4 separate regions of the Mus musculus genome follow, and all the other regions are linked to region 1. A link is a contact called in public HiChIP or PLAC-seq and promoter capture Hi-C data. All regions are on one chromosome and are shown on one strand. The core of a region is the stretch at or near the end of the contact, and the rest is flanking DNA. Distances in the headings are between cores, read along the strand shown.

Region 1 (6,616 bases), core at 3,051-5,550:
TGTAATCAAAGTAACTATTAAATGTTCCCAAGATTTCTGAGACTTGCAAAGGACATTTAATAAATAAAAAAATGTACAGTGAAATAAAAAAACAATTAAGAAAAACACATTGCATTTGTAGGGATCTCTCAGTTCAAGAAGAACTGAATCTCCCGTCAGTCAGCTTCGTGTGAAGATAACTAGAGGCTTCTGGGTTGACATGAGAGGATTTTAACAACCTTCCGATTGCTAAAGAGTTTGACATGACTTTATGTCCAGGTCATGATGGCATTTTAATAGCAGCACAAGGTTTTCAAACAGGAGACACTGAAGGGCAGTTGCTCTCCTTTGGCACTAGAGGCCAGTCTGCAGCTAATTAGCAGGTCATAGGTGGAAGTGGACTGTGGCAGAACAACAAAACATTGTTGTTATCAGTTCACTGAACAGATGGAAGAAAGGCATTTCAAGTCAAGCCAAATGGAGCTGAAGGTGACACAGTATCAAAATTAGACTGAAACTGGTGCAGATGCACTGGAACCCAGGTCTGCTTTAATTATCCTTTTCTGTTCGCATCTTATTCTATTCATACAATTTCCCTTTAGTAAATTTAACCCTGCTCAAAGAAATATGTTAGCTGTTAGATATGACATGATTTAGCCAAATACTTTGGACTTTGGTTGTCATAGCAAATAAATTTTCCTGTGGCAATTAAACTATAGGGTGCAAAGCACATTGGAGGAATCTCAGAGATTGTGATTGGCCCAGATTAAACTCATCTTTTCCACACACATTATTTTCTAACATTTATGTGGTAGTCACAAAAGTATTTTTAATAGATGTATGTGCATTTGTCTTCCAAGTTGCTTCAGGTAAACATTTACCCCAGACTTTACCCACTCTACTTCATGTGGTCTCTGTGCTTGAAAGAATGGTAGTATGATGTATTCATTGGGATAGAGTAGATATCCAAAAGGTCTTTTGAATAGCTGGTCTTCTCTTGATCCAAGCTTAGTCCCCGGAACCTACATAAAAAAGCCAAGTGTGGTGGCATGCTTGCAGTCTCAATGTGTGGGTTACAGGCTGCTGGGGCTCACCAGTCAGCCTCCCTAAATCATTGAGCTTCAAGCCAATGAGAGACCCTGTCTCACAAAACAAGGAGGCTCCTGAGGAATGACACCGAGGTTGTCCTCTGGTCTCCATACACAAATGCATACATGTGCACATGTACTTCTTGCACACACACACATACAATTGCATACATACAAATGAATGTACTCAGGTGTGCTTTTCTAGAAGTGATCTGTCTCTTCTTCCAAGATATAAGTCATCACTATGTTCTTTTGGTTGCTACTTACTTCAAAGCCCCTCTTGCTTTTTGTCATTTTTCCTAAACTCTTTTTTTTTCTTTTTTTTTTTTTTATCAGATATTTTCTTTATTTACATTTCAAATGTTATCCCGAAAGTTCCCTATACCCTCCCCTGCCCTGCTCCCCTACCCACCTACTCCCACTTCTTGGCCCTGGCATTCCCCTGTACTGGGGCATATAAAGTTTGTAATACCAAGGGGCCTCTCTTCCCAATGATGGCTGACTAGTCCATCTTCTGTTACATATGCAGCTAGAGACAGAGCTGGGGGCGGGGGGTACTGGTTAGTTCATATTGTTGTTTCACCTATAGGGTTGCAGACCCCTTCAGCTCCTTGGGTGCTCTCTCTAGCTTCTCCATTGGGGCACCTGTGTTCCATCCTATAGATGACTGTGAGCATCCACTTCTGTATTTGCCAGGCACTGGCATAGCCTCATATGAGACAGCTATATCAGGGTCCCTTCAGCAAAATCTTTCTGGCATATGCAATAGTGTCTGGGTTTGGTGGCTGATTATGGGATGGATCCCCGGGTGGGGTAGTCTCTGGATGGTCCATCCTTTTGTCTTAGCTCCAAACTTTGTCTCTGTAACTCCCTTCATGGGTATTTTGTTCCCTGTTCTAAGGAGGAATGAAGTATCCATACGTTTTTCCTAAACTCTTAACACTGCTCTAAGCCACGGTTGACTGTCGTAGCAGTTTTCCAAATGCTCTCTATTCAGCACATTCTCCTGAATGGGACTGGTATGATCACCCCACTCTGAAGCTTTTCAGGCCCGTAGGATACACATCAAAACTCATCCCTGAACCCTCAAAGCCCCAAGGACAGGGGACATCTACTTACCAAGATAGCCTCCTTCATAACAGCCTGTATTGTGTTCTCTGAACTGCAAGTCCAATGTAACCCTCACCATTCCTCTGTTAATCTAAACTTCTTTCTGCTCTGGAGTGTGCACACAGGTTGCTGTGTTTGTCCTGACAGCTTTTCTGTTTGTCCTCAGCTTCACTGTGACTTTCTCTTCTCCTTGGAGGCTGTTCGCCACTGGCCCTCGTGGAAAAAGGGAGCAGAAGTGGGGGACCAGGGTTCAGAAAGCTAAGAATACCAATGCATTGACTTCTGGGATCAACTTCAGTGAGACAGTTCAACTTTATACGGGGCTGTATAGATCTTGGGGAGTGTGTGGGGACTTACAAGGTGGGTAAATGTTATTGGTGGGGGGGTAAGCCTGGGAATGCTTCATTTACATGAATTTCAAGAAGAACCTGCTGAGCAGGTTTCTCCTCAGAGATTTTGGAGGGTTACTGTGGATCCATCTCATATACAGTCACCAAACCCAGACACTACTGTGGATGCCAAGAAGTGCTTGTTGACAGGAGCCTGATATAACTGTCTCCTGAGAGGCACTGCCAGAGCCTGACAAATACAGAGGTGGGTGTTTGCAGCCAACCATTGGACTCATCATGGGGACCCCAATGGAGGAGTTAGAGAAAGGACTGAAGGAGCTGAAGGGGTTTGCAACCTGTAGGAAGAACAACAATATCAACCAACCAGACCCCCCAAAGCTCCCAGGGACTAAACCACCAATCAAAGAGTGCACATGGAGCGACCCATGGCTCCAGCTGCATATGCAGCAGAGGATAATTTTGTTGGGCATCAGTGGGAGACGAGGCCCTTGGTCCTGTGAAGGCTAGATGACTCAGTGTAGGGAAATGCTGTCAGTGTAGGTCAGTCTGTTGTAGTAGAAGCAGTGGGAGGGGTGATGGGATAGAGGGTTTCCAGAGGGGAAACATGGAAAGAGGATAACATTAAAAATGTAAATAAAATATCCAATTAAAAAAAAAGGGCTTTTGTGGGGAGTGAAGAGATAGCTCAGTGGTTAAGAGTACTGGCTGCTCTTGCAAAGGTCCTGGGTTTAGTTTTCAGAACCCACGTGGTGATTTAACAACCATCTCTGGTTCCAGAGGATCTGATGTCCACTTCTGACCTCTGCAGGCAATGCACACACATTGTGCTTAGGCATATATGTAGGAAAAATATCCATACACGTTACATAAAATCCAAAAACTAAAGTTGTTTTGTGTGTGTGTGTGTGTGAAACAAAAAGGACACAAAACACTTTCAAGCAAAACTGGCCATGGTAGCACGTGCTTTTAATGTCAGCACGTGGGAGACAGTGGTAGGCAGGTCTCTCTGTGAGTTCAAGGTAGCTTTAGGTCAGGCAGGGCTTCATAATGAGACCTTGTCTCAAAAAAAATTAAAAGAAATATTCAAAGAATAATTAAAATGGATGAGTAATAGTGTTACAACAAAAATTTTTTTCAAAATTAGAAAACAGAATGACCAGAAATACTGTATATTTTTTCCCTTCTGTATGGTGTCTGTGTGTACGTGTGTGTACGTGTGTGTACGTGTGTGTGTGTGTGTGTGTGTGTGTTTACAGGCCCACTTATGGAAGCCAGAAGCAGGTGTTGGGTGCCACCTCTTTCTGACTTGATCTCTTGAAGCAACATCCTTCACTGAACCCATTTTTTTTCCCCTGTAGGTTGGCAGTCATTAAACCCCAGTGATCATATTTCCATTTTGTCGTCCTTTAAGATTTAGAAATCTTGGACCACATAGCCAACTAACTGATAGCACCACACCAAAGGGAAACATCAAATATTGTGGATCCCCAAATTATCTTTTTAAAATTTCCTCCTTAAATATTGTGTCTATTTTACAAAACAAACCTAGAAACATAGCTGAGTAAGTAATTCTCCAATTAGGTTGCCCCGGCCACTCCAGAACCTGAATGGAGGAAGGTGTATGCGGTGGCAAACAAAACAAAACAACAAAATGAAGCAACAAAACAAAACAAAAACTAAAACAACTCAAGGCCACTACCATGGGAAGAACAAACCAAACCACACCCCCCCGTGCACGGCAGCGGCAGCGCTGCTTTACGGCACTCGCCCCGCCCCTTTGCTCTTCGGGGCGTGAGAAGCCGGCAAACATGGCGGCCCCCTGCTTCCTCACTCTGCGGGTGGCTACCCTGGCCGCCTTGGCGCTCTTGTCTCTCGGCAGCTCTGCCGCTGGACACATCGAGGTAGGCATCGGTGTCTGTTGAGGACCGACCCCAGGGAGGACCGTGTGACTGTGAGCGCCTCAGGTGCAGGACGCACGGCCCCTGAGGGCAGCCGCCTGCAGCGTCTTCCCTCCCCGGGCTGTGTTGTGGGATTCAGGACCGTCCGTCCTGAGGACAGGGACCGGACACAGCCTTTTAGAACGCCCTGTTAAGAGTGCGAAGCCAGCGGTGACGAGGGAGGAGGACCCGGTCCTCTGCTCCTGTGACAGGCAGGGCACGCGTGGGGACTGTCATGGCTTTGGTGTTTTGCTCCTCCGCCCTGACCTCCTCCTCCCTGAGGCTGCAGGACGTCTGGTTTCTTTACGATGCTGTTACCAGCGATTTCCCCAGCGACGCGACTTGGATTTCTAGCATTATTTTTTAGACCTGCTTGCCCGGGCGTCAGCACACACTGTAAAAACACCTCGTCCAAGTTTATCACCGAGGCTGCCCTAGTCTCCTAACTCAGCAGGGGCAGTTCTGGTTTAGTCTGTTCTCTGAGCTGAGGACGGAGTAACTTTTCAAATGCTGACCTGATCATGTCACTCAGGACCCCTTCTTGAAATCTCTTACACCTTCTTTAAATGTCTAGCTTTGTTAAGCTTTCAGTTTCACAAACCACTGGGACCCTTTTGCCATTGGCCCAATTTTTTTTTTTTTGGTCTGGAATTGTCTTTTCATCTTTTGGGTATTCGCCCAAAATGTCACTTCTGTAGGGAAACCTTCCCTTACAAAGTCATGTTCCCCTGTTACAATTACAGACCACATTTGGTGTCTTTATATATTGTGTGGTGAGTTCTTTGCTAACGTGTGTCTATTTAACTGGACAGTAATCTCTGATGAAGGCACGCACTGTGATCTGCTGTCATCCCCGACAGGATAGATGTCTAAGCATACAGTGAATCCGTAATTGTACATTGTAGTGCAGTGCATTTACATGTCCACCTGTATTAAACTCTGATGTGCTTGAGAGAAGATTGCATGCCTTTTGGTGATTTTCCTATCACCGTATTCCGTGGTGCTTGGCACGTAGAAGGTGCTCCGTTAACTAAATGTTGACTGATTAACGTTACATTGCTGCTACAGAGTTCTCAGTAAAGTTTCAATGGAGCAACAAGTTTGAGCCTAGAAAGGACGCTAGAGATTATTTAGGTCAAATCTCATTTTCTTTTGGAGAAATTCAAGCTTAAAGTGCAAACTGACTTGCCCCAGTGTCATGTACCGCTCAATTTTAGCTCAGGCCTTCCCATGCCTAAACCAGGGGTTATCCACAGTAGCACCCTGCTTGCTGCTTTGTTCAGTGTCTGGGCAGCTGTTAGAATGGTTTTGGGGGCTGAGGGTGGTTGTAGCAGTGGGTCTATTCTCACACTTGCCTGGAACTTTTTGTCTCTGAAACTTTCCTGCTAGCCACACAGCTGAAATCTCCATTTGTTAGGCAATCACTTTGTTGCATTCTCTGCTCCTACATTGTGAGTCTGCTACCAGCTCTGTAGATGATGAAGGGTGGGGGGTGGGGGAGTGGGGGTGGGTGGGTGTAGGTAAGCCAAGATGCTCTAAGGTATGCTCAAGTCAGCGAGTGGTAGGTAGATCCAGGTTTGAATTCAGACGTCCCAACTGCTCTAGTAATGTGCCCCAGTTAGAGCTTAGCTCCTGTGGGAAGAGGGATTGTAATGTTCACAATAACCCAGTTAGAGCTTAGATGCTGTGGGAAGAGGGGATTGTAACGTTCACAATAAACTACTGGTGCCCAAGAAGACAAGGAGCACAGTGAGAGCATGAGTCATGGTAGAGAAGATGGTGTGTGTGTGTGTGTGTGTGTGTGTGCGCGCGCGCGTGTGCGCGCGCGCACCGCAGTTTTAAATGATAACCTAATTTTTAAAAGAGATAAATTCCATACAGAAAGACTAAAATGTGACTTCAGTAATTCACTTGCATTTGTTTAATGCTTCCTAGTTTTAAAGCAAGGACACCCATGCAGCATACTTGTGTAGTTGTGTCAATGACGCTGGGGTGGGGTTGCTCAGAGTGTGTGGAAGGGGACAAGTGGATTTACTTAGTTCCCTACTTACTTCTCTGCACTAGAGATGAAAGTCTGGGCTGATGGTTGGTAGGCAAAGGCTCTGCCGTTAACTTATACCTTCGGCCCAGGAGCCAAGCATCCTAGTTAAAG
Region 2 (6,676 bases), core at 3,802-6,301, 450 kb before region 1:
TTGTGAGCCACCATGTGGTTGCTGGAAACTGAACTCAGGACCTCTAGAAGAGCAGTCAGTTCTCCTAACCGCTGAGCCATCTCTCCAGCCTCTTTCTATTTCTTTCCTTTTTTTTTTTTTTTTTAAGGTCTCACTTTGTAGCACTGGCTGGCTTAGAACTCTCTTTGTAGATTAGGCCTGTCCTGGTTTGTAATTTACAATCCTCTTGCTGCATCCTCCCCAATGTGAGATCACAGTGTCTACTGCCAGGAATGGCTTTGTTGGAACTTTTAAATGAAAAAGTTAAGTATGTAAATAAATGTTAAATAAGTGTTAAACGTTAAAACCTAAGTCTTTGAAAGAAACAATGAATTTGTTTTGAACTTCATAAAGTTTAAGGATAAATGTTTATCAATTTTCACTTGTATAAAAACATAGTCAGCTATAGCAAGTGCAAAGCCATTGCAGCACTAGGGATGCTGAGGCAGAAGACTGCTGTGAGCTTCAGGCTACACAAGACCCTGGATCAAAGGAAAAGAAAAGAAAAACTTACATATAACCGTCCCTCATTTAATTCATGAAAATGACTAACAGGTAGGATGGCGCATGTCTAGCTCAGCCTTCAGAAGAATGAGGTAGGAACCACAGGTTCAAGGCCAGTTAGGACGATACAGCTAAGGCTGTATTTTGGTAAAAGGAAAGCAAAAGTACATTATAAAGTCTGTCAGATCCTTCACCACAGCTCAAAAGCAGGAAACTGGATCTTACCGTCCTGGTGTCCTCCTGTTGCTGCAATAAAACCCTGACTAAAACCACGGCGGGCAGGGAAAGAATCGATCTGGCTCATATCTGCCACTGAAGGGAAGCAGCGCAGGAGCACAAAAAGGGCGGGAGTGGGAGCTCCGGAAAGAAAGGCTGCACGTGGGCACTGCCCCATCTCTCCCTCTCACTGTTCCTAGCCAGCTTCCTTATGCAGCCCAGGACCACCTGGGTCCTCCTAGGCCAATTAAGACAATTTCACACAGACAAAACCACAGACCAACCTGATAAAGATCACCTGAGACTCTTTCCAGGTGACTCCACAGCTAACACAAACTAGGGCATATTGTGAGATGGAGCCCAACCCCCAGCAAACTTAAGTTGCAGCCTACTTTGATATTCTCCTGTAGTAACTGTTACACCATTATTCCTTTACATGGTGGTAATGCTTTTCAAAGTATATTTATCACACTGGAGCCTTGTTAACTAAACCTGCTATGCTCATTAATGCTGTTAGAGTTTCATACACCAGCCAGGACACAGGGCAAGCTCCTGAGCACGGGGACAGAGGCCAAGATAACAAACAGTACTGCGGTCGGATCCACTATCAGCTTAAATGAAAACTGAGACTATTTCAAGAGCAGCCTTGTGCTAACCGCTCAGCTGACATAGCAGGAAGTAAAGTGGGGAGGGTCATACTCCACTAGCCATCACAAAAGCCAGCCAGGACGTTGTCGGGAAGTTCCGGATCTGTCCTAACTGCTGGAGAGCTCTGGGCTTCCTTGCCTATCTAAAATGGAAGACAGCCTGAGGGCCAGAGTCGGGATGGGGAACCTGGAATTCTGGCTAAAAAGTCAGTGGGGTACAGGGAGGTAGGATAAGAACTGATTGCTTTTCACGGCTCTTCTAGTTTCACTCTGTTGTTGTGATGAAACGGTCTGACTGAAAGCAACTTGGGAATGAAGGGATGAAATTGACTTACCCACCCAGGTCACAGACCCTCAGGGAGGGCTTACGCTTCGCTGGCTTTTTATAGAGCCCAGGACCACCTGCTTAGGGATGCTGCTGCCTGCAGTGGGCTGGACCCTCCTGCATCAACAATAAGATAATTACCCACAGACATTGCCACAGGCCAATCTAATCTAGGCTTTCCTCTCGGAGGACTATGACAAAGCTGAGACAATGGGCAAGCTCTAGAGTCACAAGAATCACTCCTAAAAATAAGTGAGACAAGGACAAGAGGTTCTGGAAGTCCTTTCTCTTAAAAAATCTCTCCCCGTGCTGTCTAAGTTTCATAGTTAAGATCATTCCATTTGTTTATCAGTTCATGGCTGTCTTCCTTCTCTAGGCAACAAGCTGACACACGTCAGTCCATTTATAGTGACTTCCTCTTCCCACTCCCATAACACTACCTAAGAAGGATTTTTGTTGTTTGTTTTGTTTTTGAGGAAATCTCTATTCTGTCTCTCTGGCTGTCCTGGAATTACTGGGCAGACCAGGCTGACCTCGAACTCAGAGATCCTGCTTCTGCCTCGAGTGCTGGGATCAAATACACCACTATACCCAGCTTCCCTCATTGCTTTCAACTGTGTGTGGGTGAATTTTATGATACAAATCATGATATATAACGAACATTTCTCAGTTTAAATCCACCCATTCTAGAGTGTAGAAAGCACACTGCCACAGGCACCAACCTGGTAACAAGCCATGGATGTACAAGGCACTGATTTCCATGCCTACGATAACACCATTACCAAAATGTATACTGAAGGGCTAAAGCAGTCAAGAGCACTTACGACTTTTGTAGAGGATCAGTTCCAGGGGTTTTGACTCCTTCTCCTGGCCTGTGTGGACACTGTAGGCACACAGTGCACACACATACATGGAGTCAAAATGTACACACACACAAAAAAAATACACTACCACAAAATAAGCCTCACTACACAGTGAATATCTTAAAAAGTAATGCCGGATGGTGGTGGCACATGCCTTTAATCCCAGTATTTGGGAGGCAGAGGCAGGCTTGATTTCTGAGTTCGAGGCCAGCCTGGTCTACAAAATGAATTTCAGGACAGCCAGGGCTATACAGAGAAACCCTGTCTTGAAAAAAACAAAGAAAAAAGAAGAAAAAAAAGTAACAACTTCAAATGTAATTATAAAAACAGGAGAAAGACCAGGACAGAAAGTATACAAGTGATGTGGACCAGATTGGTCAAGTAAGAAGAGAAACATGCGATTGTTAGTGGGTGAAGTCATTTTCCTCTGACTGATACAGGAAACCAAGATGCTCTGGCTCCACAATGAAGACACCCAGAGACTTCTATACACTCAGGCTTTGGTCCCACGTGCCCACGGTTTGACAGCCATTGACTGTATTCTCATAGGCATGCATAACTGATAGAGTTTTTAAATACTTTTTATTCTTTTGGGGTTTTCAAGATAATAGAGCTTTCTCCCCACAAATGGAGCCCGTCAGTTCAGGCACTTGCTTTCTAAGCAAACTAAATCTATTATGTCTCTATTATATACACTGGCTATCCTGAAACGAGCTATGTAGACCAGGCTGGCCTCAAACTCTCTCTGCATGTAGTTACTCTCTACAATGTACACACATAGTTGCCATGCTTTTCACAAATGAAGCCCCAATCTAAAGCTTCAAGTGAGATTTCAGGGCAAAGTCCTCTCCAAAACCCAGATAGTACATTCCTTGCCTGATGCTAAATATAGTCTTCTCACAATGACATACATTTTGACAATGATCAGCCTTACATGTCAAAAATTTCTAAAATAGCACAGATTCCATTTTAAGGTAAGCTGGAAATCTATTAAAACTGAATTGCATCAAAAGCTGCAAGAAGGAAAAGTAGATTTAAAATAATTGTGTCGCACTTTTGCATTGTGCTCTCCAAGTCAAATGCTGCAGGTAAAATACAAAATTGTACACGGCTTTCCTTAAACGAGCCCTCAGAAGCACCAGGCAAAGGACAGTGCTGAGCTGGGCCTCAGGGTGCTGGCCTGTAATTCCAACTGCGCTGGAGGCTGGGACGGTCACAGTCCTGCCTGCCGGCACTACCGAGTTCAAGGCTCGCCTGGAAAACCTAGTAAAATAGATAAGGAAAGAACTTAGAAGCAAGAGAGCTTGCCTAGCAGGCACCAACTACACAGCATGAAATCTGTTTATATTACCACCTCCGCCCCCACGCACAAACAAAAGACTTTCCTTCAGTTAATTATGCACTTTCCCCATACAAACACACCCAAACGCAAAACAAACAAAACAAAAAAACAAAAACATGCAATTTGGATTTTCTTACAGTGGCAGTTCAACATATAAATGAATAATATTGGGGGAAATTTTATGTAGTTCACACACTATCGTGTGACCAAGACAGTCTAAAAACTTCGTTTCACAATACCGGGAACATACTTCTGAGACTCGTGCAATGGGCCGCGCGGCTCCTATACAAAAGTTGGTTGATGAATGACGCCCCGGTCAGAAAGGTGATTTCTTCGTGGGGCTTCTTTTCTCTGCCTGTCTGTCTTTTTCCAAGGGTAGTCACTTTGTGAGGGCATGCCATGTGCTATTTTTACCACGTTATCTATGCTCAACTCCTTGTCCACATTGTGGCCTTAAAAATAAAACGCTTATCTCAAGCCACTGAGCAATCACCTAATCTCTCAATTTGCTCCTTCTTCATTCAGACACACACACAAAGAGAGAGACCTGTATGTATGTGTTATGTATATGTGTATATAAACATATATGTATATATTACTCTTGAACATCTCACATATGATGCCTTTACTCTGACTTTTAGAGCTAGCTGCTCAACCTCCAAGTGTATCCCTGTCTTGGCACTGGGGAACAATTTGGAGGCCGGGCATGGCAGCCTAATAAATCCTTAATTTCCCCGCTTCCACGGACCCATCCGCAATTTCTTTAAAATCTCAGCCACAGCTGGCGGAGTCCGCAGTGGGCACGTGTTGGGTGCCACAGTGAACTCGCCCGCTCGGACCCTAGGGGTCCCCGGCGGAGAGCGTACACACATTCGGCTCATGGAAACACTCTCCCCCAAACTCAGCCGCCCAGATGCAGGTGGAGCAGAAGCGCCCGGCCCGGCGAGGGACCCCCAACCCCCGCAGCCCAGGATGGTCTGGCCGAGCGCAGGCCACCAGGAGGGCCCGGAGCCCCGCCGCGTCCGCCCAGCCCAGCCCAGCCCAGCCCTCCTACCCGCCTGCCGCCGCCCGGGCGCCGCTCCTCCCGCTCCGCGCTGCGTGTCGGGCTCTGCGCGCTGCCCCCGCCGCTCCCGCCGCCCGAGCCCGCTGGCCGCCGCGCGCCAGCAGCAAGTTTCCATAAAAGTCCTGGTGCAGCGGCTCCCGCATTCCAGACGGGCCCAGCGCCCGCTGCAGCTGTTCCCGGACCAGGCCAGTCCCCACCCCCACCGCCGCGCAGCAGAGGGTGGAGAGTCACCCAGAAAGAAGAGGGGCGCTGGCTGCCACCGCAGGCTGCCTCCTGGCAACCTGCCGGCCCGCTTCCCTCAGATTCTCTACCTGCCCTAGTAGCCCATAAAACTCCCTGACTTCTGGCCAGCTTCCCCTTTCCTTCGGAAGGAATGGGGCGACAGTGTGAAAACGCTGAGTCTGTCTGCCGCTCCTCTTTAACCTCGAGGAGAGGTGACTGGAAAAGACGCTCAAGGGAACGGGATAAGAGCCTGCTCTTAACTCAACGGCTCACCTTTCCTTAGCTGAAGGCAATACAAATCTGCGCTCTCACATCATCTAAAAGCACGACGTGAGTGTTAGGCACAAGCCTGCCAGGAAAACTACACTGGAGTGTGAGAGGCAAGCCCAGCTGAGGCCTCTTTGGATAAAGAGAGGCCCCGCTTCACTCCATCAACAGCAACCAACCAAACCGAGGAGCCATAGCTCTATGAGGAGCATGTTTGTGTCACAAAACAAGGCCCCGGGGTCACCTCCCAGAGCCACACAACAAAAACAGCATTAGTGAAACAAGTTAGCCAGTGCGGGGTGGGGGGCGGGGGACAGAGAGGGGGGCCCCAGCACTTAGGAGGGGACGGCACGAGCAGAGTTCCAAAGCTAGTCTTCACTATAGAGAGTCTGAGGACAGCCCGGGCTTCAATAGGCCATCTCTCGGAAATCCCCAAAGAAAAGAAAAATGAGAGGCACCGAGGTAGGTGACCCAGGGACAAAGGAAACCACTTCTGATTCCATCAGCAGACAGACCAAAGCTCAGGTGATGTTATTGCTCTTGAATATAGTGGTTTGCCATCCCAGCCCTCACTATCACCAGGAGGTAAATGTCAATAGGAGGTCTGGAGGCCGGCTCGTCCCTTCCACGATTCGGTGCCTTCACCTGTTCCGTTCATGGGAATGTCCACAGCCCCATACAAGCTCCCTACAGGACCCCTCCGTTTGAACCGCTCCTCTCCCGGAAGCCCCTCCCAGCGCTCTCCATGTCTACTGCAAGGCTCGAGGAGTCTTTTCCTCACCGTGCACTTATAATTGTATCTTTATTCTGATTAAAAAAAAAAAACTATTTGGAGACCCATGAGAGCTAATTACCCTTCTGAGGGTAGCTCCTCACTAGGCCCACTTTTTAAAAGATTTATTAATTTATTCATTTTATGAGTACACTGTAGCTACCTTCAGACACACTAGAAGAGGGAATCGGATCTCATTACAGATGGTTGTGAGCCACCATATGATATGGTTGCTGGGAACTGAACTCAGGACCTCTGGAAGAGCAATCGGTGCTCTTAACCGCTGAGCCATCTCTCCAGCTCTTTATTCTGATTTTTAAAGGATGAGATTTGTATTTCTACCCAATAGCCTCATCAAATCGTGCAAAACTGTCCATTTTCTCCATAAACACGGAGAGCATCCCGCTGTGCCTCCGGTAGTGTAATTGTCAGGTGAA
Region 3 (6,950 bases), core at 4,127-6,626, 300 kb before region 1:
ACTTTGTGACAGATGTCATAATGATGTGCACATCACCTAACAAGTATAAAGTTAGCTTGAGTATGTGTGTGGTGTTGAGTAGGTTGGGTGGCAGGAAAAAAAAAAGAGTTTAAAAAGTTATTTTGGTCTGGCGAGATGGGTTAGCCACAAAAGGCATCTGTTTCCATGTGTGGCATTTTCGTTTAATCCCTGGGACCCGTGTGGAGCAGGCATGGTGGCATGTTAGTGCCTGTACACATACAGGAAGTCAGTCATTCTCCCAAGTGGTCACTTCCTAGGGTCTTAGTTTGAAATAGCAGGTGCTTTGTAATGCCAACCATTCACACACTTATGAAAGTGGGACCAAATCGGTATTTTAGATCTGGAAAGGAAGGTGGCACTGGAGTTTTAATACAATTTGGAGTTTGTATTGATACTGGCAGATAGTTTTCTATATGGCCCAGGATACTCACTGTCCAGGCAGAATAGTTTACAGTCTTGGATTTGCTCTTAACATACCCAGTGCCTTAGTTCTATTAGGATTGCCTTTGAAATCTAAATTGAAGTGTGTAATTTCTTGCCTCTCCCACTGAAAACTTGGCCATTATTTCTCCCCTGGCAATACTGACCTTCTAAAGCCACCTTCCACTTTTTTCTACTCTTTGATATGCACAGTTCATTTTTCAGATCACAATCTGGCCACTTTAAAGTGTTGAACCCTGTTACTGTTTTCTTGATCAGAAGTTTCCCAGTGCTCCTCTCTTATGAGGAAGTCTGCAGGCCTTACTGTGGCCCAGCAAACTCTGCATGACTGCAGATTGAGTTAGCATTAGAGGGACCCACCTCCTTGGTACATTCTTCTTCCTCGGTCTTTCTTGCTACACTGTTGTTATTTGTAGAGAGAGATCCTGTCTCAAACAAGAACACATTTTTATTCAGTTTGTGACATTATAGCATACACAATATCTACCAGAAGTATCTGATAATATATAACATGTTCGCTTATATATGATATATAAGTGTTGTGAAAGCATGAAATTTGCCCTTTACATTTGCAAAACCCAAAACACTGCTGAGAATGCAGTTGGTCCCAGTTAATATTTGTTGAATGGATATAAGTGAGTGATAAATTGAATCATAACCAAAAATATATTGAATCATGCCAATTTTTTTCTAAACTTGCTATTTCTTCTTATATGTATTGTTCCTTTCCTGTTCGGCATGAGCTCCAATTCATACAGTAGCCAATATAATCTTTGAAAAGTATTTATTAGATTATGTTCTTTCTTTAAAATTCTGTAGAATAAATAAGCCTTCAAAATAGCATTGAGAAGTAAACCATGTCAAATATAGAAGAGATTCCTACTGTAGCCTAGAAAGCCTTTTCTAGTGGTGCCTGACAAACTGAAGCCTTATTTTACGATATTTTACTCTCTGCCCACTAGATTTCAACCTTATTGGCATCATTCTTAAATGTCTTTTCCTATTTTATAGCTTGTTCCCATTACCCTTAATAACTTCTAAGATCTCATTATATAACCTAGACTGGCCTTGAACTTCTTATTCTGCATGAGACTCCTGAGGACCGGGGTTATAGGCATGTGCCACCCCCTTACATGACTTTGTGCACTTTTCTTTATACAAACCTGTACTTCATATAAACATAGAAATTATAAAATTACAAAAGTATATTTACTTAGATTAAATTCCACACTTGTATACCACAGACTTCTCCTTTTCTTCTTCATTAGATGATTCTGATACGCAGCTGTGTTTGAAAACTTCTGGCTTGTGTTTTTAATCCGGATTTAGTTAGTGGATGGTTAGCTTGAATTTTCAACTTGGCACAGTCTTGAGCCACCTAGAAGAGATTGTCCATGAGAGATAGTCTTGATCAGATTGTCTTATGGATATGACTGTTGGGGGTGGGGTGGGGGTGAGTTGTCTTGTAAGCAAATCTGTTGGAAAGGACCCCTAGGTAGGGGATCCTGAGCTGTATGAGTAGAGAAATTGAGTTGACATAACCAAGCATCCATGTATTCATTCTCTCTCCGCTTGTGGCTGGATCTGACGAGCTATTTCTCGTTCCTCTTACTTCTGCCACTGTGATGGACTGCAACCTGGGATTAGGAATTAAAGTAAACCTCTCCCCTCTCCACACCCCTCCTCCCAGTTTATTTTGTCAGGATATTTTATTACAGTAACAGAAGCAAACTGACAGTTAACTACTGGAGAGATTTAGACTGGAATTAGGTAGAGATGGAAAAGCCAAGTACAGTTTCTATCCCTATTGAAATATGTTGATATTTGTGATACATAACCTTATGTAAAATTCAAAATTTGACAAAAACCAATTTGATGTTAAATGTCTAGTAGTTACTTTTAGGAAGTAGAAATGGCAGAAAATGAGATGGATTTAAGAGGGGACATTAATATTCATGATCTGGTTTGTTCATTTTCTTAGTATGTTTTATAAGTATGCTTAGAAGACTAATCTTTATTCCAAAGGTGAAAAAAATGTAGGGCTTCCAGAAGCTTAAAAATTAAGGTTGTAGTACTCTCAAGTTGAGAATATTGCCGTCTCTCACTGCCTGCCCAACTCTGGTATTTTACTTTTCTCTTAGTCCAAGTTAGTTTCAATACTTGATGTGTACCATTTTCTGCCACAAAGGGACAGAAGAGGAGAATACTGCTGTTTGTGATCCAGATGTAAAGATCATAACTTGGGTCTGACTTTCATGTCCAACTCTTCATGTAAAAGTGTGGAGTGGAATTTGGGGAAGAGTGGACTTAATGCACAGATGAAGTCTCAGTCTTCTCCCTCCCTCCTTGCCTGTCCAGCCTTTGAAGTGGCACGGGAAAGTGTTCATTCTGTGCGCATGCCTTGCCCCAAGAAGAACTTTTAATAGATGAGGCCTTCCACAGGGAAGGTTCTGATTAGCACTATTCTCAGGCCAAGGTGGAAAGAATATACCTTAGTAGATTTTCTACACTCTTGTTCCCCATTTGGCATTGTTATCTGCTCTGGTGCTTCATTTTGGGGGCTCCAGCTAGCACAACCTCCCCAAACTCTGCTAATGCTCTTAACTCTGGAAAGCCACTGTACTTGCTGTCACTGCCTGCTCCAACAAGGGTCAGGGCACATGTAGGCATTGTCAGTTATGTTTACTGACCACTGTCCTTCAGTATCTGTCTTGTTTATAAAGTTTAAAATAATTTCCATACTTTTTAAAAATCAGATTTTTAGTTTATTTAACCAATTTAAATAGGAAATTTAGTTTCAGGCAGCAGCCAATTTTTACTCTATTTACTCTGACCAGAGGTGAGTAAAAAAAGTCCTTGGAAGAGACTTGGCTCAGAAGGGTTTTGTTTTGTTTTGTTTTGTTTATTTTGTTTTTTTTTTTTTTTTTTTTTTTTTTTGAGATAACTCCAGTGTTAAGGAACTCTCAAACTTCTGGTCTACATGGGTACCTGAAATCACATGCTTGTATCGTACCCATACTGACACTTACACATATACATAATACAATAAAATAAATTTCCATACAGTTTTAGGAGAGTGAAGTAGACAAATATGTATTTCATGTTTTATTTTTTGTAGACTACGTTTAAAAAGGGACAAGATTTAAAGCAGTTGTCTTAATTTTCCTGTTGCTTTGATAAAAGGCTCTGACTAAAGCGACTTTAGGGGAGAAATGGTTGATTTTAGCTCACAATTCTAGGTTAGAAATCCATCATAGGGGGGATGTTAAGGCATTGGGAGTTGGAAGCAGACATGTTGTCTCCAGTCACTCAGAGAGCAGTGAATGCATGTATGCTGTTGCTCAGCTTGCTTTCTCTACTCTAACACAGCCAAGCTGTGCTCCATCTGCAGAGGCAGATCTTCTCATTTCATTTAACACTATGACTGACCTCCACAGACATCTCAGACCTACCTCCCAGATGATTCTAGAATTGATGAAATTCACAGTTAACACTAACCACCACATGATAGATGTTGAAGGCATATAGATGAAAATGGTCTTGGGTGACTGTATTACAGAAGTGGGAAACAATTTGAGACCTATATAGGAGGAAGAAGGTAGTAGTGTAGAGATTTTTAAAAGGATGGATTGTGACTTTTTATGTCTGAATCCCCTAAGTATTTGATAAAATTAAGACTTGTTGTTTCCTTTCTTTCATGAATTTCTATAAATGTAGTTTAGAAAGTCTTATAACACATGCTTAGTTAGACGTTTATGAACACTATAAAGTTTTAGAAGAAGCTAATGTAAAGTAATGGCCGTCATTCCAGTAGCAGATATACAAAAGTACTCCACTGGTAAAATCTCTCTGGACTTCACAGTAGTTCTCTGAGGTAGAGGCAAATGAGATGTCCAGTTTTACAGATGAAGACATGAATGTAGGCAAAGTGACTGCCAGTGACAGAAAATCAAACATCCATTTATTTGCTACCAAATCTGTTCGTTTTCTCTCTGTCTCTCTCTGTCTGTCTCTCTCTCTCTCTCTCTCTCTCTCTCTCTCTCTCTCTCGCCATATTTCTGGACCTGTAGAAGGCCTTACCTTGTGCCTTTGAACATTCCAGGGGACTGGGAGAATAGGGGTTTGTTTGTTTGTTTATGTTTTTGGTTTTTGTCATGCTTTATACCAAATAGTAATTTTCTTATTTTTTTTTTAAAAATAGGAAGTAACTATGAAAGCATGCCTAGGAAAAGTACTTATATCTTTGATCATTATTTTAATGCTTTTTACAATAGACTTTAAAAATTATGTATTAAAAATGAGTCTATTGTATGGCATTTTATTTGATTTTTTTCCCCACCAAGCCTTTAATAATACAAAATATTGTAGGATCTTGCAACTCAGGTTAGTTGAGGCTGGATTTTATAATTAATTTTTAATAGTATTTGTGCTTATTCCCTTGCTTTGTGACCAGAGCTGATATTTTGTAGGGAAAATTGCTGTAGTCTTTCTGAAGGGCTTGCATGTGTCATGAATCTGAGGTCCTATAATCCAATGAGCACAGTAGTCTAGTGTTCAGTGGCAAGTAGCAGAGAAGAGAATTCTTTGCAATGAAGATTAGTTTTCAGATTTGCTGTTGAATGCTTGAATAGCCCATGAATTTTATTAGTACAGAAAAACAACCAAAGCTTTGTAGCAAGGATCGAATAAAATAAGGCTTGTTTCTATTTTGTGCCTTTAGGAAACAAATAGCTGTTTTTAAGCACCTAGAAGATATAGTTACTAAAATAAGAGAATTCAAATGAAAATGTTGTATTTGTTATAACTCAAAAGTATTTTCTCTGCTTCTGAAGGTAATCTAGCAATTGTGTGTGTGTGCCTGTGTGTGCGCGCGCATGTGAATAAACAAAGAGCATCTCAGAGTTGGTCTGAGCGTTTGGATCAGTTGAATTACCTTGTGTTTTAGGAAATTATTTTCTCTTGTTTGAAAGACAAGACCTCATGGAGCTCAGAGTATATATAGCTATAGCTGGATGACCTTGAACTTCTCATCTTTGCCATAGTGCTAAGATGACAGGGGCGTGCCACTACACTTGGTTCTTTTATCCACCATATAGGTATATAGTTACCTACGTTTTTCTATGTAGCTTTTTACTTTACTATTATGTAGGAATTGGGCAGACATTGTGGCATCTTTCTATGATATATATGAGATAAGCATTAAGTCACACGTTAAAGTGAGTGGAATGATTTAAGGCTTTGCTGTTGAAATGCAATATTTGCCAGGATTCAAGTAATCCCTTTGTCTCATAAGCAAAAGCAACTCAAGGCGCTCACAGCTGAACCTGGTGACCTAAGTAAGGTGTTCTGATCACAGGGACGTATCTCTTAGTTACGTGAGTAGCAACTACAGTTGGGGGTTTTTGTTTGTTTGTTTGTTTGTTTGTTTGTTTTTTTCCGAGACAGGGTTTCTCTGTGTAGCCCTGGCTGTTCTGGAACTCACTTTGTAGACCAGGCTGGCCTCCAACTCATAAATCCGCCTGCCTCTGCCTCCTGAATGCTGGGATTAAAGCATACACCACCACTACCCAGCATTAAGAACTTTATTTTTAAGAAATGTTTGCACAGCTGTGTTTGAGAGGTGGGGTGTGGCCTCAGGGCCCCTCACATCTCCTCAGCCCTTTGTTACTTTGAGACAAGATTTCACTATGTCCAGGATGACAGGATTTACGTATGTAATTAGACTCCTGAGTGTTGCAGTTACTCTATTCAGGAGCTAATATACACCCAGCTTCACTTTAGTTTGAGTCATTAATTTTCTGCTTATTCTAATAGATTAGACCTTTATAGTCTATGGTAAGATCACTGTAAAAGAATAATTTGTCAGACATGCGTGTTTGCTGTGTTTGCATATGTGTGTAATGCTAGAGATCAGACCTGGGATCTTATGCTCGGTGAATAAGCACTTTACTATTGGCCTGAACAATACCAAGTTTGAATAGGTCCTGTATAACTCCTATCAAGAATTTTAAGGTTATGTTTAAAGAACTCATGATATGCCACCCCCTCCACATTTCTGTATGTGTCAGCATTAGGTGTCTTCAATTGTTTTTCAACCTTATTTTTTGAGGTAGAGTCACTCACTGAACCTGGAGCCTTGCCAATTTGTTAGACTTGCAGACCATCAAGACATGTTAATCTCCCTGTCTCCTTCCAGCTTTAGGATTACAGACCTGTAACCCTGGGGATATGTGTATGTTTCCTTTTTTGGTATACTTTATTGGGTTCTTGTACTTCTACCTCTCTTCAAACCTTATTCATTCCTAATCTCTTCCACCCCTCACCCCCCCGCCCCCGGCCCCCACTAGGTAGGAAAGAAAGAAGGTTAGAGGGAAAGGGGCCATAGTCCTCCTTAAGCTCCTTCCTGCTAAGTAGGGGTATTGAGTTCCTTGGGGCAAGGCCTACTTCTTGTCAAACAACAGCCAGGAGCAGTAGAGTGAGCAGCAGTC
Region 4 (7,219 bases), core at 4,190-6,689, 410 kb before region 1:
CATCTGCTCTGCTCTCAAGCTCCTGTCAACATTTAAAAAGCACATTCTTATTGATCCCACTCAGGCCTCATCCCCTCCAAATACATCTGATCCGTGAGGTAGTTAGTGTTGATGGTTAACATCGTGAGCTCAAAGCCAGAGAGCTTGCATTAAAGTCGGGACCCCATTACTTACGAGCCGTGTAACCTTGGAGAAGGTTTATCTTCTCCGTTTCCTAGTGAGCTCATGCAAACATAGGAATAAAATCCGCCTCTAAATATTACAAGAATTAAATGTTAATATAAACATCCAAAGTGAGCAGTTTTGCATACCATTAAGGAAACTTTTTTTTTTCCAGCGTAAGCATATAACACAGACCAATCTGTGGGCTGGAAGACTAACTTTCGCAGGGGATGTTTTCTTTTGTCCCCCAATAATGTATACGCGTCCTGAGAGCACCAAGGACATTAAAAGCACTTTAATGTTGGTTCATGTAAACTAATGTTTCGTATAGTTGTTATAGGCTGGTAATTCCCACGGCATGAGAGCCACAGCTAAAGAGCCTAGCATTAAGCTCCTTTGGGTCATTTTGTCTACAATGAGATAGTACCATGTTCTCAGAGCCCTTCTACATTTTTGATGTTTCCAATACTGAGACCTACGTTAACCATGAGAAATTAATTATGAACCTGAAACATACAGTGTTTAATGATTGAAAACAACTGTAGAAGTCAGTCCTAAAGGCTTCCCAGGAACGATGACTGCACACTAAGGAAGTGCTACAATTATCAGCTGCCCCCTGGCCTCATGGAGGAGTTTTTGTTGGGTTAGTTGATCTTTTAAAATAATAAGCAAATCTAAACATTTCTTAAAAACTGTCTGCCTTTCTTCGACACCTGGAAGTTTACAAGATTCTTACAGAGTCCTTGACAATGCAATGCTCTCCTTGGGAGGAGCATCAGCATGTCAAGGGTTAATTTCCAGCTCAGTTATGCAGTGGCCTAAGGCTGCACTCAAGCCTCTGCCCTTCACAGCCTTGTTGTTCACTTAAATTTTTCCCAAAAAAGGACCTGATTTTTTTTTTTTTTTTTTTTTTTTTTTTTTTTTTAAGGAGGGGAAGGGAAAGAAACCTAGATGCCCTTTGAGCCTTGGCTCTGGCCCTTGGGCCTGGCTTTATTTCCTTAGATCAAGCCAAGTGAGTTTTCTGTGTCTCAGTTCTGCTGTTCCTAGGCACATTCTATTTCTGTTATTGAGAAGGCACTGGGTCTATTTTAGTCTCTGCAGACGCCAGTGGAGATTCCAGGCATGCCTCTCCTCTTTTATAACCCCACGCTGTCCACGTAGGCCCTGTGACACCAGTCTGAAAAGGGAGCCTGTGTACTGTCTCACTGTCACCTGACTGCTGCTGGCTAGTATCTACACACATTTTCACAGCTTAACTACAACCTGAAACCTTGTGCTTTCCGCGTCTTTATTGAAGATAAGAAAGTCCCAGCTGCCAACAAGTGTTTTGTAGTCTTCAGTTGTTCAATTTATCAACAGTCTAGAGAACCACTGTGGCTCTTTTTTTGGAAGGTTTTGTGTGTGTTTCAGGGTTTGTTGTTTGTCTTGAGAGAGGATCTTACTATGTAGCCCTGGCTGCCACAGCTCACTGTGAGGCCAGGCCAGTCTGTCACGACACTCATCCCTTCTTGTGTGACAATTCTCTACCCATATTGTAACCCTGTACCCCGCCACCCACCCCCCAGGTTTTAGGATACTAAAATATATAGTTTGAAAGAAAGAACAACATTAAACTTAAAAATCAAAAACAATCTCACAAGGGAAAGACTAAATTTTGAACTAGCCGTTCAATGGGCTATTTTCTGTCCTGCTAAGCTAAGTAAGGAAGCACTGAGACCCAAAAGGCTCATCAATTCTGGATGTGCTGACCGCTCCAGCTTTGCTTACAGAGACCATGACACATGTGCAGAAGCATCTTGGCACGGTGGCACAGTACAAAGCAGACTGCTCAACAGTTGTGTCTGCTTTTGCCTGTTTATCAAAACACTCACCCATCGTGACGGCAAAACAGACAACCGGGCCTCCTAACTGGGGAATACAGCTGCCAATACAAAGCAAGAGGCACAGGAACGCCAGGGCATCCACACCTAGGCAGCAGCCTTACCTCCTCTTCTGTCATCAAACGACTGAAATAAGATAGAACTAAGAATGAGTTTGCAGTTAAAGAGCTATCGTCACAGGGCTGGGGAGATGGTAAGGCGGTTAAGAGCACTGACTCTTCTTCCTGAGGTCCTGAGTTCAATTCCCAGCAACCACATTGTGGCTCACAACCTTCTGTAATGAGATCTGATGCCCTTTTCTGGTGTGTCTGAAGACAGATACGCTGTAATCATATACATAAAACAAATAAAATCTTAAAAAAAAAAAGAGTTATAGCGATAACAACCTAGTAGGTACAACTGGTCTATATGCTACAAAGGCCCTGGTTAAAGGACAAATGAGGGCAGAAAACTAGTCCAAATATCAGGTCAACTTCTTCCTGGAGGGAGCTGACTGTAGGCCTTTCCCTAATACCACAAAGGCCTTACATGGCTGAGTAAGTCCTCCACAGATAAATCTCAGCAAAGGCAAACATCAGGTCCCTCTGTCCCTGGAGCCCTCAGCACTGTACTGTATTGGCCAGCACTGAACCTGTCTTGAGCTGCAGAAATGAGGCCAGCTCAGCTGCATCTTGTGGTGTTAGTATACCCTCTGAAATGAAAATTGCGAGGGTTCATACTGGAGCGGAATCACCTTGCACATCTCTCAGCTGCTGTGTAACTCGTACCCTGTCTATTTAGAGACCTGAGGGCATTACTTAAGCCTGCAGTTCAGCTCACTCCCCAAAAACAGCCCCAGCGAGGCTACTCTCCTGTGACAGTGACTCTGCAGAAGAGGAGACCAGTCTCACAGCACCAAGTCTGGGATGCTGGCTGAGAGGAGAGGCTGAGGGACTTCTGCTCACAGCCAAGCTTACTCAGGGTCTCTGGATGTTCTATCTGGCTACTTACCAAACCTGAGAAATGTCTCTCCCCTGGATAGCAGGTGCTTTTTCACAGTTTTTCTTGTTCTCTGTCTGCCAGAGAGTCCCCTTAGAGGAACTCTCATTGACTCAAAGCAAAATACAAAACCCCAAGAGACACAAGCAGGTCTATAGAAAGGAGCTCCAGGAAAGAACACTGACATCATGTGCACCAGCCACCCTTCCCTAATCTCCTACAACACATGCATCTCACTTGACATCTAAATACTTTTCTGTGGCTCATTTTTGCTTAAAGAAACAAAGTTCTTGCGTGACTTCTCTGCCCTCCCTTCTAGGTTTACTGCTATGTGTACTGTTATGCTATGCATGTGTCTTCTGTAGCTTGATTCCATGGCACTCTCTGCTCGAGATGCTCTGTCTGTGATCTTCCTGGCAGGCCTACTGTGTGTTTTCAGGTTATTCCTTCTATGAAGCCTCCTGTAAGTGTCCAAAGAACACTCACAAGCTTTTCTTCAGTGTTCCCACAGCACGTATACACATGGGCTAGGCTACGCTGCACTGCTTAACCTGCAACGGCTGTTAAACACCAGACTACAGATGACCACAACTGTAGCAAGAGCTTCATTTTTCTCCCCCTGACACCTTTTGCCATGTTTTCTATACACAAAGAAATTACACTTGGGCTATGTGTGCTGGTATGCTCCTGTAATGCCAACATACAGAAGACATGCTTTTTCATTTATTGTATGTATGTGTGTATATATGTATGTATGTATGTATGTATGTATGTATGTATGTATGTATGTATACAGGCACATATGCCACAGAGTGTGAGTGGAAGTCAGAGGACAACTTGTGGGGTTCAGTTTTCGTCCTCCACCATGTGAGCTCTAGGGATCTCAGGTAGACTGGCCTGTGCTTTTAACCCACTGAGCCATCAGCCAGCTCAGATACTGACTTTAAGGCCAGTATATGCTATGCAGTGAGGCGTCCATCTTAAAACAAACAAACAAACAAAAATAACAAAACCACAAAAGAAAATCAGTTTTTCTGAATAGATATTCCAAGTCTAAGATCCTTGTTTATTCTGTTCAAACAACGGATCATGTGGGGGCCTAATCCCTAAAGTATACCCATATTATAGCAAGCCATTGACATGAAAACATTCCTGGTTTGTTTGTAAGGCCTAAAACAAGGTATTTGTTCCTATACATCAATGTAAAAGAATCTCAAAATCTTTTCCATCAAAACAAAAACAAAAACCCCCACAAACACTAATCACACTCATGGCTCTAGAGTTGCTTCTAATACTGATATTGCAATACATATTTTTATAAGAAAATAAGCATATAAAATGTAAAGCCTAATTAATTTAAAAAGGAAATTATAGGTTAATGAGCTAGAACTCTATTCGTGTAAGCCCTATCCATTCCACAGCGCCTCCAAAGCCCCCTATCTTGCAAATCACCTTTATGTTAAACTGCTCTGAAATCCAGCAGCTGGGTCCTACACAAGCACCCTGACCAATCAAAGACAAGGAAACGTCGGGCTGGATGTCTCAAGGCTAGAGCACTGTGTAGCACACAAGGCACTGCACTGGATTCCTAGCACCACAAATGAAAACAGAGGCCAATGCTTATCCTGAATATTGATTCTCAGTCTGAATAGTTAGAGACAAAGATACAACTAAAGCCCACGACCCATGCCACTTCCTAAAACTAAACCACTGAACAACGAAAACTCCTGCTCTAAACACACAACACACTGCCAAAGCTGGAACTGACACAGACCCAGTGTGTCAGGCGTTTGACACAGGCCTATGTGCAGGACAGTAGCAAAAGGCCCTTGCTAAAGTGACCATCATCCCTTGGTGTCAGGTTTTAGATTCCATATTCTACCAATCACAGTATCTGGGACCAGCTAAAAAGTACCTTCTATCAAAATATATGAAAGATAACAAAATAATAAAGATAATAAAAATTTCTATTTATTGTAAGATATACTTTTATTGTATATTTCATGTATATGAAAACTGTCATGCTTAGCATATATACATATAGAGAGAATAAAATAGTATTTTTGAATCTACCATCTATTTTTGCTATTTTAAAAGCTTATAAGGTTATTTATTTATTAAGAAAAACTAATTGTGTAGGATACTACTACTTCATATCTATCACTTGACAGCTGTGGTATTTGATCTGTAAATGAACTCCACAAATCCTCAGGAATAGAGGCAGATAAGCCAAGAGTTGACTCACGCCCCAAACGTCCTAAACCAGATCTGTTTACTTTCAAGCTCTTTATCTTAGGCTGTTAAACAGGCAGGCTCCAGTTACAAGGTACAGAAAGAAGAGGCAGGGCGGGAAGCTAAGGCTCTGCTGGGCAGGAAGCTCTGGCTCTGAGTCAGTAGTACGAACGCACTGCATTGCGCTCCAATTGTTTGCTATGAGGAAGGCCTAGCTGGTTACTCAGATTTCATGCTGTTGAAGGCCTGCCCTGGACTTACTCATCTGAATCACATAACACAAACGGTGCACAGGAAACAGCTCAATACACGCTTTATCTGTTTACTTTTCTTATTTCATTTATGGATTATGCATTTGTGCACTTGGGGTCAGAAGACAACTTGTGGGCGTTCAATTCTCTCTGTATAGTATGTGGGTCCCAGGGACTGAACTCAAGTGTCAGGCTTGGCAGCAAGCCATCCTGGTAGGCAGCAAACTGTCTGGTTTTTGAGACAGGTTTACTTGTAGCTCTCACTGGCTATGTAGCCAACCAGGCTGGTCTCAAGCTCACAGAGATCTACCTCCCTCTGTCTCCCGAGTGCTGTATTAAAAGTGTGTCACCATGTCCAGCACAGATCAGAAAGCCTGAAAGCCACCTTCTTATCTATCTATTCAGATGCATGTAGAAATCATCTGCTAAATCCTGAAATACTAGTTTCACAGTCTCAAGCCAAAGCTTCCCTCTCTCAGGTCTAGCGCAGGGATCCATTCTGTGTGAAGGCAGCAAGCAGGCTTCCTTGGTTGTGTCTTCTGACACGGTTTCCCTAAGTCCAGACTGGCCTTTGGCTTTGGGCTTCCTACCCCGCCTTGCAAATGCTGGCATCAAGCAGGGAGAGGAACCAAAGAGAAGGAGTGCCCTGGAGGAGAGCGCCCTCCTCCCCTCTTGCCAAATGCAAAACTACTTTCTTATCACAGGATTAAAGAGGCCAACATAAATATTCTGCTGCATTGCCTTCATTAAGCAGAGAAGTGGGGGGGAAGTGTGTGTGTGTGTGTGTGTGTGTGTGTGTGTGTGCGCGCGCGTGCATGGGCGTGTGTGTTCCTAAGTGTGTGTTTGCATGAGTGGTGCATGAATATATAGAGAGAAGCTTAGATGTGGAGGCTGAAGGTTGGGGCAGGTATCTTTGGAAGTCACTCTCTATTTTTGATTATTATCCACTCCATCTGTTCTTTGACAATGTCATGCACATATCTAGTGCATCTGACTGCTTTTGTCTCCCCTCATCCCACAGGTCCCCTTCCACATGCACGCCCCACCCCCTTTTTTAGTTTTATGATCCACTGATTTTAATCAGGACTATCTGTGTGGGCATGTTTGAAGCCTGTGAACTCACCATTTGGCATACATTGGAACACAGTAACTGTCCCTTACGCAGAATCAATCAGTTGCCCACAGTTCAGCAGAATAAAAGAGGGACCCTCAAGCACTTGCCACCTGTCCCCACCCATGATTGGTGACTGAGTGGCCCAGTCTCCTACAGGCCCATTGCAAACAAGCACAGATGCTGTGAGATACTGGGGAAGGTCTGTCCTGCCCTGAGAGCAGCATTTAATTTCCTCTCTCTGCTGTAGTGCTCCTTGAGCCTTACAGAAAGCCGTCTGCGTATCCTGTTGAGGGCACTTTATTTTTTGAGTCAGGGTCTCTCACTGAATCTGAAATTCCAAAATTCAGCTAGGAAGGCCAACCAATGAGGTTCAGGGTCTGCTTTTCTCCCCCACTCCAGAGGTGACATTACAGGCCCATGTCAACCCATCTGGCTTCTACATCGGCGCTAGGGATCCAAACTGAAGTTTGTTTTACAAAGCACTCTCTCTGCTTGGATTTTAAGTTGCTTCTCCCTGTGAGCAGTGTAGAGTGGCTAACACTGAGAACTGGATCCTCACTAAGCAGCCAGGAAACTCGACGTAACTACAACTAACTAGTCAC

Evidence for each region. Promoter capture Hi-C pulls out the DNA fragments that hold promoters and counts their contacts. HiChIP or PLAC-seq counts read pairs in DNA pulled down with a chosen protein or histone mark. Capture Hi-C pulls out chosen DNA fragments and counts their contacts.
Region 2: a contact with region 1 is called in a promoter capture Hi-C map of adipose tissue. The contact joins the promoter of Nexn here to the promoter of Pigk in region 1. A contact is called at or near these places in 22 of 39 promoter capture datasets (the 3T3-L1 cell line, 3T3-L1-derived adipocytes, the C10 cell line and 13 more), 1 of 15 datasets of contacts at CTCF or cohesin (the NIH/3T3 cell line), 7 of 484 Hi-C or Micro-C datasets (3T3-L1-derived adipocytes, the C10 cell line, the HPC-7 cell line and 2 more), 7 of 115 datasets of contacts at active chromatin or transcription factors (the 230-238 cell line, bone marrow-derived macrophages, embryonic hindbrain and 2 more) and 3 of 9 other capture datasets (adipose tissue, liver and macrophages).
Region 3: a contact with region 1 is called in an H3K27ac HiChIP or PLAC-seq map of oligodendrocyte precursor cells, with 4 times the contacts expected there. The contact joins the enhancer-like site here to the promoter of Pigk in region 1. A contact is called at or near these places in 17 of 39 promoter capture datasets (the 3T3-L1 cell line, 3T3-L1-derived adipocytes, the C10 cell line and 12 more), 1 of 15 datasets of contacts at CTCF or cohesin (the NIH/3T3 cell line), 6 of 484 Hi-C or Micro-C datasets (3T3-L1-derived adipocytes, the HPC-7 cell line, embryonic fibroblasts and 3 more), 8 of 115 datasets of contacts at active chromatin or transcription factors (craniofacial prominence, embryonic basal ganglia, embryonic forebrain and 4 more) and 2 of 9 other capture datasets (adipose tissue and liver).
Region 4: a contact with region 1 is called in a promoter capture Hi-C map of stem cell-derived epiblast-like cells, with 2.4 times the contacts expected there. The contact joins the enhancer-like site here to the promoter of Pigk in region 1. A contact is called at or near these places in 14 of 39 promoter capture datasets (the 3T3-L1 cell line, the C10 cell line, embryonic stem cells and 8 more), 2 of 115 datasets of contacts at active chromatin or transcription factors (the 230-238 cell line and bone marrow-derived macrophages) and 3 of 9 other capture datasets (adipose tissue, liver and pancreatic islet).

The regions. Positions count from the first base shown.
Region 1 is chr3:152,709,800-152,716,415 of GRCm38.p6, forward strand. Pigk (phosphatidylinositol glycan anchor biosynthesis, class K) reads left to right here and starts at 4,301. Exons shown (of 11, transcript NM_025662.5): 1 at 4,301-4,428. The coding sequence starts at 4,336. Gm32085 (a long non-coding RNA gene) reads left to right here. Exons shown (of 6, transcript XR_867773.2): 6 at 1-109.
Region 2 is chr3:152,260,744-152,267,419 of GRCm38.p6, forward strand. Nexn (nexilin) reads right to left here and starts at 5,052. Exons shown (of 14, transcript NM_001357206.1): 1 at 4,970-5,052. It overlaps Gm31999 (a long non-coding RNA gene), which reads left to right and starts at 5,777. Exons shown (of 2, transcript XR_376257.1): 1 at 5,777-5,929; 2 at 6,018-6,295.
Region 3 is chr3:152,412,380-152,419,329 of GRCm38.p6, forward strand. All of the region lies in intron 1 of Zzz3 (zinc finger, ZZ domain containing 3), which reads left to right. Among named protein-coding and RNA genes, the nearest start is that of Zzz3, 20 kb to the left of the region's middle. Within about 2 kb of position 5,377, at least 10 of the 459 cell types and tissues checked have an H3K27ac peak or open chromatin away from gene starts, as enhancers often do. A contact at or near this core is called in oligodendrocyte precursor cells, where this site is marked.
Region 4 is chr3:152,303,307-152,310,525 of GRCm38.p6, forward strand. All of the region lies in intron 7 of Miga1 (mitoguardin 1), which reads right to left. Among named protein-coding and RNA genes, the nearest start is that of Miga1, 33 kb to the right of the region's middle. RefSeq lists an enhancer at 1-2,544. Within about 2 kb of position 5,440, at least 129 of the 459 cell types and tissues checked have an H3K27ac peak or open chromatin away from gene starts, as enhancers often do. A contact at or near this core is called in adipose tissue and pancreatic islet, where this site is marked.